Linked DNA regions of Gossypium hirsutum: region 2 is linked to region 1. The links are chromatin contacts, called in public Hi-C maps. All regions are on one chromosome and are shown on one strand. The core of a region is the stretch at or near the end of the contact, and the rest is flanking DNA. Distances in the headings are between cores, read along the strand shown. Region 1 holds the start of LOC107914280 (folate transporter 1, chloroplastic). Region 2 has its middle 5.9 kb from the start of LOC107914272.

Region 1 (6,023 bases), core at 801-3,300:
GATTCTTTTGTAACATGGCTGTTTCAAAGGCTTAGATAGCCATTTTGTTTCAGAATCTGGTTTCGGAGGAGATGGTGGAGGCATTTTTGGTTGCTTTTGGATTTTAAGAGATTGTGGTCTTTTTGCAGAGTAATCCACAAGATAAACAAATTTGCCGTTATTTTCTCCTAAAGGACCAATGTCTGGATCTCCATTCATCCATCTTTCATAGAAGCTTAATTGTGTTAATTTCTTGCTAGACTTCTTTTTTCGGGAGAGTCTAATATCTTCATCAATTTCTTCAAAGACATCATTTCTGCATCCTTCACAAGAACAATTGATATCCCAGGGACAATGTCCTGAGGGATCTTTGAAAAAGTACAAAGGCTTCCCATCAGACTGGAAGCTCTGAATAAGTGTTGCTTCTGGTCCAGGTACCGTTTCTTCAGTAGTTACTGGCTGTAACATCATCTGAGTTGTAAAAACGGGTGGAGTCGGGAGTTGCTTTAAATGGTTGTGATCAAATCTGATTTCACTGGTTCTATCAGCTTTAGTGATAATCTGGCTTTTGGTAGATTTGATTGGCTGATTATGTTGATGGATCTGTTCATAGTTTGTCACCTATTTTTCTGGAAAAAGCTTTAAAAGCTCTTGCTTGGGTATCTACTTGGGCACATGAATACAATGAGGCTCTTCTCTTGTGTTGACAGAAATAAGAAGAGAATCATCAGATCCTTGATTAGCCAACTTAAAAGCATGATCTTGGACCCTATACACGATCTGGTAGTGTAGGGTTACAGTAACTGCGGATTCCACCATTTCTGCACCAACGATCTGGATTTGTACTTTCAAGGCATCCATCAAGTTGGGGTCTTGTAAAGACATGGTAAAATTGGGAAATAGGGTTACCATAGCCATTCTCGAACTTAGTGTTGCTTCAACTGTCCCTATACAAGCGTCTTGATAACGCTTATATCTGGAATCAAGTAGGGCTATTCTGGAAACAACAGGTTTCCCTGAAGTTCCATGATAGTTAAGGGCCAGACGTACCGCTCCAAAGTGCATATGAGAATATCCATGTTGGCACCATTCTTGAGGGAAGTGAGATGGGATCTCCAGTGTGACGAACTGTTCTTCCTGTCCTCCATAAATAAGATGTTTATCAAATTTAGAGGACTGGACATACTCTTTAACCGCTTTTCTTCTGGTGGTTATAAGAGACTTGATACTTTTTATAGGTGAAAAGGAAGGCTTTTGATAGGTAGAATATGGATTTGCAAAGTGACCTTTTTTGTTGCAGATGTAACACCTTGTGGATTTTCCTTTTTTTGAAAATTTCTTCTTCTTTTTTAGATATCTCCATTGGTATTTTCTTTTGGGAATTGATCTTGAAAACTTTTTTTCCTTTCGGAAATGCTTCTTCTTCTTCGTGGGACAATAACATGACATTATTTTTTGAAAATTTTTTTTTTGCATTTCTACTGTTTAAAATATTTTTTTATATTTTTAAGTATATATATTTTAAATTTTGAATAGTTTTTTTCTGAAAATTTCTTAATTATATTTTTTATTTATGGTTAGATGAACTTTTTAATTTTTTATAATTTTAAAATTAATTTTTTATAATTTTAAAATTAATTTTTTATTAGATTTATAAAACAAAATAGTGTCACATTAGTGAAAGGTTAAGGATCAATTTGCTTCAAAGAAAAGAATAAGATTCAAATTGAATAAAGGTGTAAAAATTATAAGTTTTTGTTATCATGCTTTATATGGAAAACACCAAAATGAGAATTTCACAACACAATTTTAAGGATTATTTTATTTTTATGTAATATATAGGGATTAATTTGCTCATTTTTCAAATGGATAAATAAAAATGTAATCTAAAATATAATACATGTACTTAGTATGATATTTTTACCATACAAATACTTGCAAGGTCCTATTTTATTAATTAACCAAAAAAGAAACACTTGTGTTTGGGCCAACTTGTCAGAGTCCAAAACAGAAGGTGGAGTGGATTGTGGTTCCTTTGTTTCTTGATGAGATGACCCATAACCATAACTTGATATTATATCCTTCGCCCGCCCATTCAAAGTGGCGGCCGACGGCCCGACCACTTTCACTTTGTTGTTTATTAATCATATACGTATACATATACATATACGTTAGCTTTGGAGCCCATAACCAGAAATAACGGTAGCGCGAGATGCGATCGGCGGTCGACCCTGTTTTTGCTTGTGCAAGTCGCCGCTCCTTTTTCTTTTGAATGAAATGTCACTATCACAGTGGCAATGGGAGACTGCAGCCGCCGGGGCCGTGGCGGGTTTCGCCACCGTAGCCGCGATGTACCCTCTCGATATCGTTCGTACCAGATTTCAAGGTCCTCCGTTTCTTCTATCTCCCTTTCTCTCCGTATACGCATAGTTTAGTCAAATATGTTTCAGCCTTTTATGCCGCTGATTGGATTGAATTTTATACAGTTAACGATGGTCGAGTCACCAATTTCCCCGCTTACAAGAACACCGCCCACGCCATTTTTACCATTACTCGCTTAGAGGTTCGCACCTTTTTCTTCTTCTTACTTTAGCTTATCAGATTGTATTGCTCAAGTATTAGCATTTTTAAGCTACTTAATTAGTCATGTAACCATGAAATTATGTGATTTCTATCTGATTCGTAATTGCTTAGTACTCTTAGGTACTTTCTTTTGGTGTCTAGCTTTCATTGGAGATTACAGTTTCTCTTTGCGAAGCCCCCCCCTTTTTTTTTTTCTTTTGATGGTTTACAGATTTGTGGGTTGATCATGTAGGGTCTGAAAGGGCTTTATGCTGGCTTTCTTCCTGCAGTTTTAGGATCCACCGTTTCATGGGGTTTATATTTCTTCTTGTAAGTATCAACTATAAATTTACGTGTTACAAGCTTCTCCTTTTGCTTTATGTGTTTTGAAACGCTTGATTACAGTACATTAGTTGGCATACGTGTATATATATATATATATGTGTGTGGATTATTACCAGGTTGAAAAATGTTTTATGACAATCAATTAACCTGAGGTTCTATTATTATTCTCTGTAGCTATGGCAGAGCTAAACAAAGGTATTCTAAAAACAGAGAAGAGAAGCTTAGCTCTGGCCATCATCTCGCATCTGCTGCTGAGGCTGGAGCTTTGGTGAGTATATATACTTCTAATAATGATTTGGTGGAAAAGTGGAAGGTTCATACTTACTAATAATATCAAAGTTCACAGCTGAAAGGAAATTTTCTTTTAACAGTAAAATTTACTAATAACCGAGCTTAAAACCATTTAGGATGGTCTAAGATGCTAAGTTTCAATAGCATGTCACTAGATGTTGCTGCATTTGGATAATATTTGAGTTGTCTTGGTTTGAATTAGTCAGGTACTCGTATTCTCACTGCTGATGCTAGGTTGAATTGGCCCTTAATTGATGTTAATTGAGATAGTTTTTGGTTTGTTTTCTATTAACAATTTCAATCTTGTGGCCTTCAATTGATGTTAAATTAGTTATGTACTCGTGTTCTCACTGCTGATGCTAGGTTGGATTGACCTTTAATCTATGTTAATTGAGATAGTTTTCAGTTTGAATTCTATTAACAATTTCAATCCTGTGGCGTTCTTCAGGTCTCCTTGTGCACAAACCCTATTTGGCTTATAAAAACGAGATTGCAGCTCCAGAACCCTCTTCATCAAAGTCGACGTTATTCTGGCATTTATGGTCTGCTCTTCATCTTAACGTTATTTTGCTAGTAATGTGCTCTGAGTCTGCAATAACCATTTCTGTAGTGAGTCATACTAACTCTGACTCCAAGCACTAGCAAGTAAGTGATTTGATATCATTGGTCCTGCAGAGATGTTGATGCATGAACTTTTAGAAGATACACCTTTTTCCTTTGTATATTTCTTGTGCGATTTGATATTCCAGTAGATGATTTAACACTACTAAGCAGATATGATTTTCAGAATTGTTGAGAACTTAACCCTTTTTGAAAATGATGGATGATCGTAGGTGTTTATATTTTTCAACATGAGTTCCTTTTGTGCCTCAATGTTTTCAGTTGGATATTTAACTGTGCAAAATTGATGTCTTAATTATTTCAGATGCCTTGAGAACCATACTGAGAGAAGAAGGATGGACTGCACTCTATAAAGGACTTGGTCCGGGTCTGTTAATGGTAATTTGCTGGCTGCTTTAGTCGTATTTCTGCTCCTGCTTTTCACATCATGTGTGGGTTTTTTTTTTCAGCATTTGAATATCTCAGAGCTAAATAAGACTAAATTGTTTGAGTAATATCTATGTTACTCAAACTCAGATGTAAGTATCTGACACTCACATGTTCAATTCTTTTTTTCAGCTTTCCATGTATTTGGAGAGCCTTTGATGTTTGGAATCTATCCTCGTACCCATGTCCAGATAAGTTTTGGACATGAGTACTTCAGGAAAAATGAAGAGTCGGAGCTATGTACTACTTAGTTGGACTTTAGCATAATAGCACGTGTCTATCCCATACCCATGTCCAGATAAGTTTTGGACATAATCTTATACTTTTGCAATTTACTGCTTAATTGGACTTTAGCAGGTTTCTCATGGAGCTATTCAGTTCACAGCATATGAGGAACTTCGTAGGATAATGGTTGATTATAAAGAGAAAAAACAGAAATCCGAAGGTGCCAGTAATTTGTTGGTATGTAAATTCAGTTCCTGTTTGGCTGTTTGTATAAAGTTTGGATTTACTTTACAATATATTTTTGATTGATGCATAAGAGATGTCGTACAAACACGTGACTGGTGCCATATGCCCAGAGTATCTCTGTTTATTGTGTTCTTGGGCATGCATGGTTTAACAAACTCAAACAAATGAGATATTTCATGACTTTGATAATTTGAACTTGATGCTATCGAGATCTTTTTGTCTCCTCGTGGTTAACTGATAATGATTTCTAACAGTCTTTACCATTTTGCACAGAACTCGTTTGACTATGCTCTGCTCGGGGGGTCATCTAAAATTGCTGCAATTCTTATTACATATCCATTTCAGGTATTCATTGGTATAAGTGGTGTGAGGCCTTTGTATCTATTCACCTTCTCTGAACTGGCCGGTCATGGTGCCTTACAAGGGTGATTTCTTTTTGTCTTTCTTTTTCCAGGTTATTAGAACTCGAGCACAGGTAAAGTAAAAATCAAAATCTTTCATTTATTAGTATATTAGTATGGGAATTCTTTTGTTAGGATATTAGTATGGGAATCCTCCAAGGACAGTCAAATATCCCTGTGTCGGACACATACCAGTATCCGTTACTGCCAAGCCCCGAGAAATAAAGGGATAGATAGTGAAGTTGACTTGAGAAGATAATCCGCAACTTACTGTTGGTTTGTATTGAAGACTCTAATTTGAAATTACCACTTCATCACTTGCAGCAAAGACCTAGTAAAGAGGGAATTCCAAGATATATGAATAGTTGGCATGTTGTGAAGGAAACTGCCAGGTGAGAACATACCGAAACCAGATTTTTCCATCTTATTGCTGAGGATAAACATTAATCCATATTAAAATTTGCAATGTCCTTCCTCCGTCAGTTGATCTTATTTGCATCTGAGGACTTGCAGGTTCGAGGGTATCCGCGGGTTTTACAAGGGGATAACCCCAAACCTTCTGAAAAACGTTCCTGCTTCTTCGATAACATTTATTGTTTACGAGAATGTACTCAAATTGTTAAGACCAAAAAGAAGGAATGATTGAGAAAGACATTTTGTTTTATTCTTAGTTTTCTTTTACATTCTTCACATTGTACTATACGAAGATCATATGATTTTTCTGCTATCTTATTGTTTTGCACTCAATGGTGAAAGAGGTATACGTGGTAGCTGATTATCTATAAGCTTTTTTCGGAAAGTTACATATTGTGTGCCGCAATACATATAGCCTATAAACAACCCAATTTTGATCAGTGCACATTACAAAAGATTCAACACACCAACATCAAATATAATACAATATCACATTACAGAAAGAAAAAAAAA
Region 2 (6,075 bases), core at 320-2,819, 240 kb before region 1:
TAAAAAAGAGCTGGAAATCCATCTTCACCAGATGCCTTCATGGGTTGCATTTCAAACAACGCTTCTCAAACCTCTTCTTTCGTATATTGTATTGTAAGCTTTCTATTATCCTCCTAAAAATCACATCGATCAATACCCGAGAGCAAATGATCATAGTTTTCTTGATTCCCTAAAATGAATAAAGTCTGAAAGTAGGATCGTGCAATACTCTCCATTTCCTGAAGGTTTTCCGTTTCCCATCCACTATCATTTTGTAGCTTGTTAATTAGATTCTTCTTCCTCCTCTGTGTTGCTTGGCTATGGAAAAAAGCTGTATTTCTATCACCTAGTTTTAGCCAGTTCAGTCTAGCCTTTTGTTCCCAGTATCTTTCATATTTTTCGATTTCAAAGTTTAGCTGAATCTTCGTATCAATCATCCCAGTCAAGTTAATATCATCCCTTTCAGCTTCAATCAGTTTTGATAACTTTGCTGTTAAAAACCTTTTTTCCATTGTTTATTTCTTTGCATTTGTCTCGCCCAATTTTCTAGGTCCTTTTCTAAAATTTCCAGCTTTTTCAGAAAATCTCCTGATGCCGTCTTTCATATGTGTTTAGCTCGTCAACAAAGGAGTCCTCCAAAATCCACCAAGCTTCAAAATTGAAACGACTCTGTCCTCCTTTTGTCTTTCTTATTTGTGTCAATTAAAAGGGGACAAGGACCAGAAAAAGAATACACCAGATGCTGAACTTTTACCTTAGGAAACATAGAAATCCAATTCTCATTTGTAACACCCCTGTCCAGACGTTCTTGTATGTTTGTTTCAGGAAAATTACCTCTCTCCCAAGTAAACCATCTGCCAGAATATCCCACGTCAATCAATTGGCAAAATTCCAAAGCTTCACGGAACATCTCTATTCTTCTTTCATCTCTAAGCAAGCTTCTTTTTTTTTTTCAGAACCATACATAATTTCATTGAAGTCTCCACAAACAAACCAAGTAATGTCTTCATCCTTGTGGAGATTTTTTAAGACTGCCCATGAATCTTCTCTATCTTGTACATACGAGGTTCCATAAAATCTGGTAAATCTCCATTTAACATCTCTTTCATTATCAGCCACTACCACATCATTGTGTCTTTTAGAAAAATTCTGAAGCGTGATGTTGACATCATTTCGCCATGCCAAACACAAACCTCCTCTAGTGCCCTCTGAATCGACTTCAATGCCATTCACAAAACCACATCTTCGTCGACCTCTTTCCATCTGATTTTTACAAAGCTTAGTCTCTATAAAGAAGACTATTTGGGGGTCATAAGTCCTCAGCGAGTGCTGAAGTCTTCGAACTGTCCACTCCTTAATCCATGGGAATTCCAACTTAAGATTTTCATTGCGCTTGGCCAGCTTGTCATTTGGCAACCACCGATGATAAGTGATTAAGATCCACCATTCTCCTACTTGCCATAATATTACCCCTCTCTTTTTTTCCTGTTAAATTTTCAATCTCCCATTTAGATCTCTTCTTCCCCTCCTCCCCTACAAGGGCTACATCCTCCAGATTGTGGTCCATCACATTTAGGGCGTGATTTGTCAGTGAATTTTCCTTTCCTTGGCCTACAGATGATGAACCTCCTTCCAAATTAAAACCCAGAATTGGATCAACAGGCTTTCCATATTTTATTTTCCATCCCATCTTTTGCTGGCCCATTTTGAATCCTCTATTTTCCTCGATTCCTCCCATATCCCCATCACCTTCCTCACGTAACCAGACACTATTCATGGTCAAAGCCCTTCGAGATTATACTCTTATAGATATGTGCCAATCCATTTCAGCAATTTCCACTCCAAGATTCATTTTCGCTTCACAAAATAAATCAATGTGGCCCAATCTTCCATAATAAAAATATAAAAGTGATAATCGATCATATTTAAAAGTAATATATGAATGTCTCCCACCAAATAAAATTTGTTTCTTTCTTTCCAGAGGACGCCTTATATCAATTTGGACCGTTATTTGCATAAAATTTCTATTCTCTTTCCCTAGATTTGAAACATCATATTCCAAAAAATTCCCCAAGAAATTACCCAATTGTGTTGCTAGGTTTTCAAAAAACAGACCAATAGGCACATCATGAATCTAGACCCAGAAAGGTATCAAAACTAGAGGGACCTGTAACGAATCCTCCCCCAATTGCAATTTGTAAAGTATTAGCAAATGATTATTAAAGGTCCAAGGGGAACCCTTTAAAACCTTTTCCATATCCATATCGTGAAAGAATTGAAACAAATACCTTTTTTCCCCAGATCTCGAATTAAATGCCTCGAACCGGATGCCACAAATTTGCCATAGTACTTTTGATGGCTGGAAAGTGAATTATACTGGCTGTGAGAAAACAACCCACAAGTTGAAAAATCTCACCCCCCTTTCCTAACCTGGATCTATTTGAATGTGAATAGTATCCTTTTCTTCTTCATTAATCGACAATTGGGCTAATTCATCCTCCATTATTTCCAAGTATAAATCACCAACTTGTGAATTGCACTTTTCGTTGAAAGAAGATAGACTTTCGCGAGACACAAATTTCAAGGAAAAAAATACAAAAGAACAAGGAAAACCTAAAATTCTTGCCAGGGACGGGAGACAGAGGTGTGCTAGGGTAACAGACTTAAAATCTCTTTTAGACCTTGTTTTGAGATGGAATTAAATTTTATAAATTTATGAGAGTTAGTATTATATATTCTATAGATTTAAATTTTATGTGTTATAAATTATATAATATAAAACATTACAAATTTGAAAAATAGGTTAGACTTGAGCCTTGAATGTTCAAGCTTGATCTTAACTCACATTTTGAACGGACGTAAATTTTTTATCCAAATTCAATTTTTAAGCCTAATATTTCTATTCAAATCTTAAATTTCAAATGAATCTTTAAATCTAAATGTGTAACCTAATTAATCAAGAGGTATATTGGAAAAAATTACTATTTGAATCAAATGAAAGCTCAAAATTGTCTACTAAAAAGAGAGAGTATATTTTGAACCTTATTCTATCTCAAATTCATCCTCTTGCACATGGATTTGATCGCTAGAATTTTAAATTTCGCTGAACCGACTATCATCCAACAATCCAACGTATGTTTCCTTTTATCAATACTTGGTTCTATATATGTATGGTTATATTTAGAATATATATATATGTGTGTGTTTTTTTTATATATTATATGTAAGATAAATTTGGAATCTTTTTGTTGCCAATTAAAATTATAAATTAAATAGATAAATTTTAGAAATCATCAATTAAAATATTATTATATATTTAATGCAAATATTTATTAATAATAAAGATTGTTGTGAAATAATAATAAATATTATTGTGGTAGATACCTTGATTATTGCATGAGATATTGTGAAATATTATTATATATTTAATAGTTTTTGTAATGGTATGTAATTAGGGAGAGTTCCGTCACAATGCTATAATAGACTGACTTCGTGACTAAATGCATTTATAATTAATAGGCAAAAAGTTGAAATTTTATTATAAATTATTTGATCCTGAATTATATATGTCCAATCGGTCCCTCTGCTAGCTCGTTGAGACAAAAAAATGAATTGCACAAGGAATCAAATGAACAAAAATGGATGGAAATGATGAAGTTAGAGAAATAAGTCAGATTCGAAAATGAATATATTTTTTCACTAAGTATGAAAATGACTTGAGAATTAATTTAAAATTTTCGAATTATTATTTAATCAAATACTTGAAGTTCGAAAATGGAATTAAACTAATTGGTCATTGTGAATCTGTTGAATATGGAAATTAAATATATTTTCTCATATATTCTTTTATGGTAAAGTTATGTTCGATTAAATTATAAAATACTGGGTTAACAGTCCAATAAGCATCTATAATTGGACTCAATACATGAGAGGCCCAAAACCCCTCTCTCCTAGTTGAACTAGAGGACTAGTTTTTCTATCATATAAGTATTATTTGTATTCTACTAATTCAATCAGGATTCTTTATCTCTCCATATAAATAGATAGCACTGGTAGGGCTAAACACACTCAACTTTGAGATTTTGTTATTCTACCAAAAAATAGTGAGAATTTATTTTATATGTTTAAATTATATATTCTAAGAATAAAAATTCTATCGATTTCTATTAAGAAAGAGATTTACTTTCCTACCGAAAGTAAGAAGTTACTGGTTTTATGTTTGATTCGTGATTGTTCGAGTCCACACTCGAAGCGATTCGTGGTATGAAAATAGCGGAGAAAGTCATTCAGTTGAAAGCAGTGAATGTTAAGGATCTGTCTTGCACAAAAAAAGTGTACTTTTTGGGAAAAGTTATTTGCTATAAATATCACAAATTGACTCGATTTTCAATATTTTAATTTTTCGCTATGACAATCATTTTCAAACCATATTTTTTTCCGACATGAAGTTTTAATGAGTGTGAATAAGTTGTGCTTAAATATTCTCTAGTGTTATTGAAATTATAATGGATTATTCTCTGAGAAAGGCCCCGCAAGTGTAGGATTGGATCCAAACTACATAACCAATTGGCCCTATTTTTTTTTACATTTCCAATTTTAGTTGTTTTCGTAAATGTGATCATGTAACAACTGAATCAACAACTCAACTTTTACAATTGGTATAAGATCTAGACGCCAAATGAACTTGGTGAAGATCCTGTTGATGATTTATTGAACCATGTAAGGAAGCTCAATCTCCATGCCACCTATGCTTGATGGGTCAAACTATGCTTACTAATATTTGTCTTAACTTGTAGGGATTTGAGAAAATTGACATACGGCTATGCATTTGTCTTAGGTTGCGGGAGCCATAATTTAGAGTGTGAAGCAGACTTGTACTGTTGACTCTACTATGGAGGTTAAATATGTGACTACTTTTAAGGTAACAAAAGAAGCAATTTGGCTTCACAAGTTCTTAATAGAACTTAAAGTTGTTCTTATATGGAAAAACCTATCACATAATATTGTGATAATGGTGCAATAATGGCTAATACTAAGGAAATAAGAAATTTTAAGAGGAAAAAACACTTTAATTATAAATTTCATATCATATTAGAGGCAATAGATGTAGTCAAAATAGCATTTGAGGATAACCTTCTAGATTTGTTTACTAAGACTCTAGTAACTAGGAGTTTTGAGAAATATGTTGAGGACATGAGAAAGTGAAATGTTACTCATTATAGTCTACTTGTAACTTTTCAAATTGATTGAATAAAAAAAGTAATACATAATTATTTAATATTTTTTGTATGTTTGTCCTTGATTTTTGAAAGTAAAACAAAATGAACAAGTAAATATTGACTCACTAATTACCTAAATTATTAAGTTGCATTATATGGTCAGATCATAATGCAAGAATACAACTTATATAAGTAGGTAATCTAAATTGTTTGTAGTCCATGAAATCAGATTGAGATATGATTCATATTAAGACTATTATGTTGTCTATAAGTTCAATTGAGGAGATAACTTGTCTTGGTTATTAGAGTTGTATTGACTCCAAAAAATAGAGACATATATGTGATTGTCTGGACTAACAATATATCGAATAAGATCCAAGTTGAATTTAATTTAGTTTTTTTATAGATTATTCACTTGTGGTGTTCATGATGCAACTTACCTAAATCCTAAGTGAATGACCATGTGTATAATTTATGTAGTTTGATATGTTGTAAACATTCTCATGACAGCGAGCTGAAAATTGGAATGTTGGGTACATGACCTATGCATGGTATGACTTTACCCACAATAATAGCATCATAGCTTGATTAAAAGAGAAAATGATATCCTTTCATTGGCATTGTATGAATTATAAAAATGAAGCATGATGAATCATTTGGTTTAGCACAAATGATTAATAATTATCGGGACCTACTTCCCATTAATTCTCAAAATATTAGCTTAGTGTAGTTATTTCTATGTACCTATATGTCGAATAAATTAAATTGGATCCTAATAATGTTAAAATTTTCCTTACATTATACATTTGTATTTAAATAAAATTAAAGCTTAAATGTTAAAAGCTTAAACCACAACATTTGGCCTATTGGTCAAGGG

Evidence for each region. A called contact is a pair of places that touch in the nucleus more often than the background predicts.
Region 2: a contact with region 1 is called in a Hi-C map of leaf, with 3 times the contacts expected there. The contact joins the enhancer-like site here to the promoter of LOC107914280 in region 1. A contact is called at or near these places in 13 of 34 Hi-C or Micro-C datasets (anther, fibers, hypocotyl and 2 more).

The regions. Positions count from the first base shown.
Region 1 is chrD10:11,985,990-11,992,012 of Gossypium_hirsutum_v2.1, reverse strand. LOC107914280 (folate transporter 1, chloroplastic) reads left to right here and starts at 2,050. Exons shown (of 11, transcript XM_016843150.2): 1 at 2,050-2,365; 2 at 2,466-2,542; 3 at 2,795-2,871; 4 at 3,061-3,154; 5 at 3,626-3,719; 6 at 4,103-4,176; 7 at 4,579-4,686; 8 at 4,969-5,040; 9 at 5,150-5,170; 10 at 5,421-5,488; 11 at 5,610-5,843. The coding sequence starts at 2,257. The coding sequence ends at 5,742. LOC107914279 (D-2-hydroxyglutarate dehydrogenase, mitochondrial) reads right to left here. Exons shown (of 15, transcript XM_016843148.2): 15 at 5,847-6,023.
Region 2 is chrD10:12,227,290-12,233,364 of Gossypium_hirsutum_v2.1, reverse strand. No RefSeq gene overlaps it. Among protein-coding and RNA genes, the nearest start is that of LOC107914272, 5.9 kb to the left of the region's middle. Within about 2 kb of position 1,569, at least 7 of the 9 cell types and tissues checked have an H3K27ac peak or open chromatin away from gene starts, as enhancers often do. A contact at or near this core is called in fibers and leaf, where this site is marked.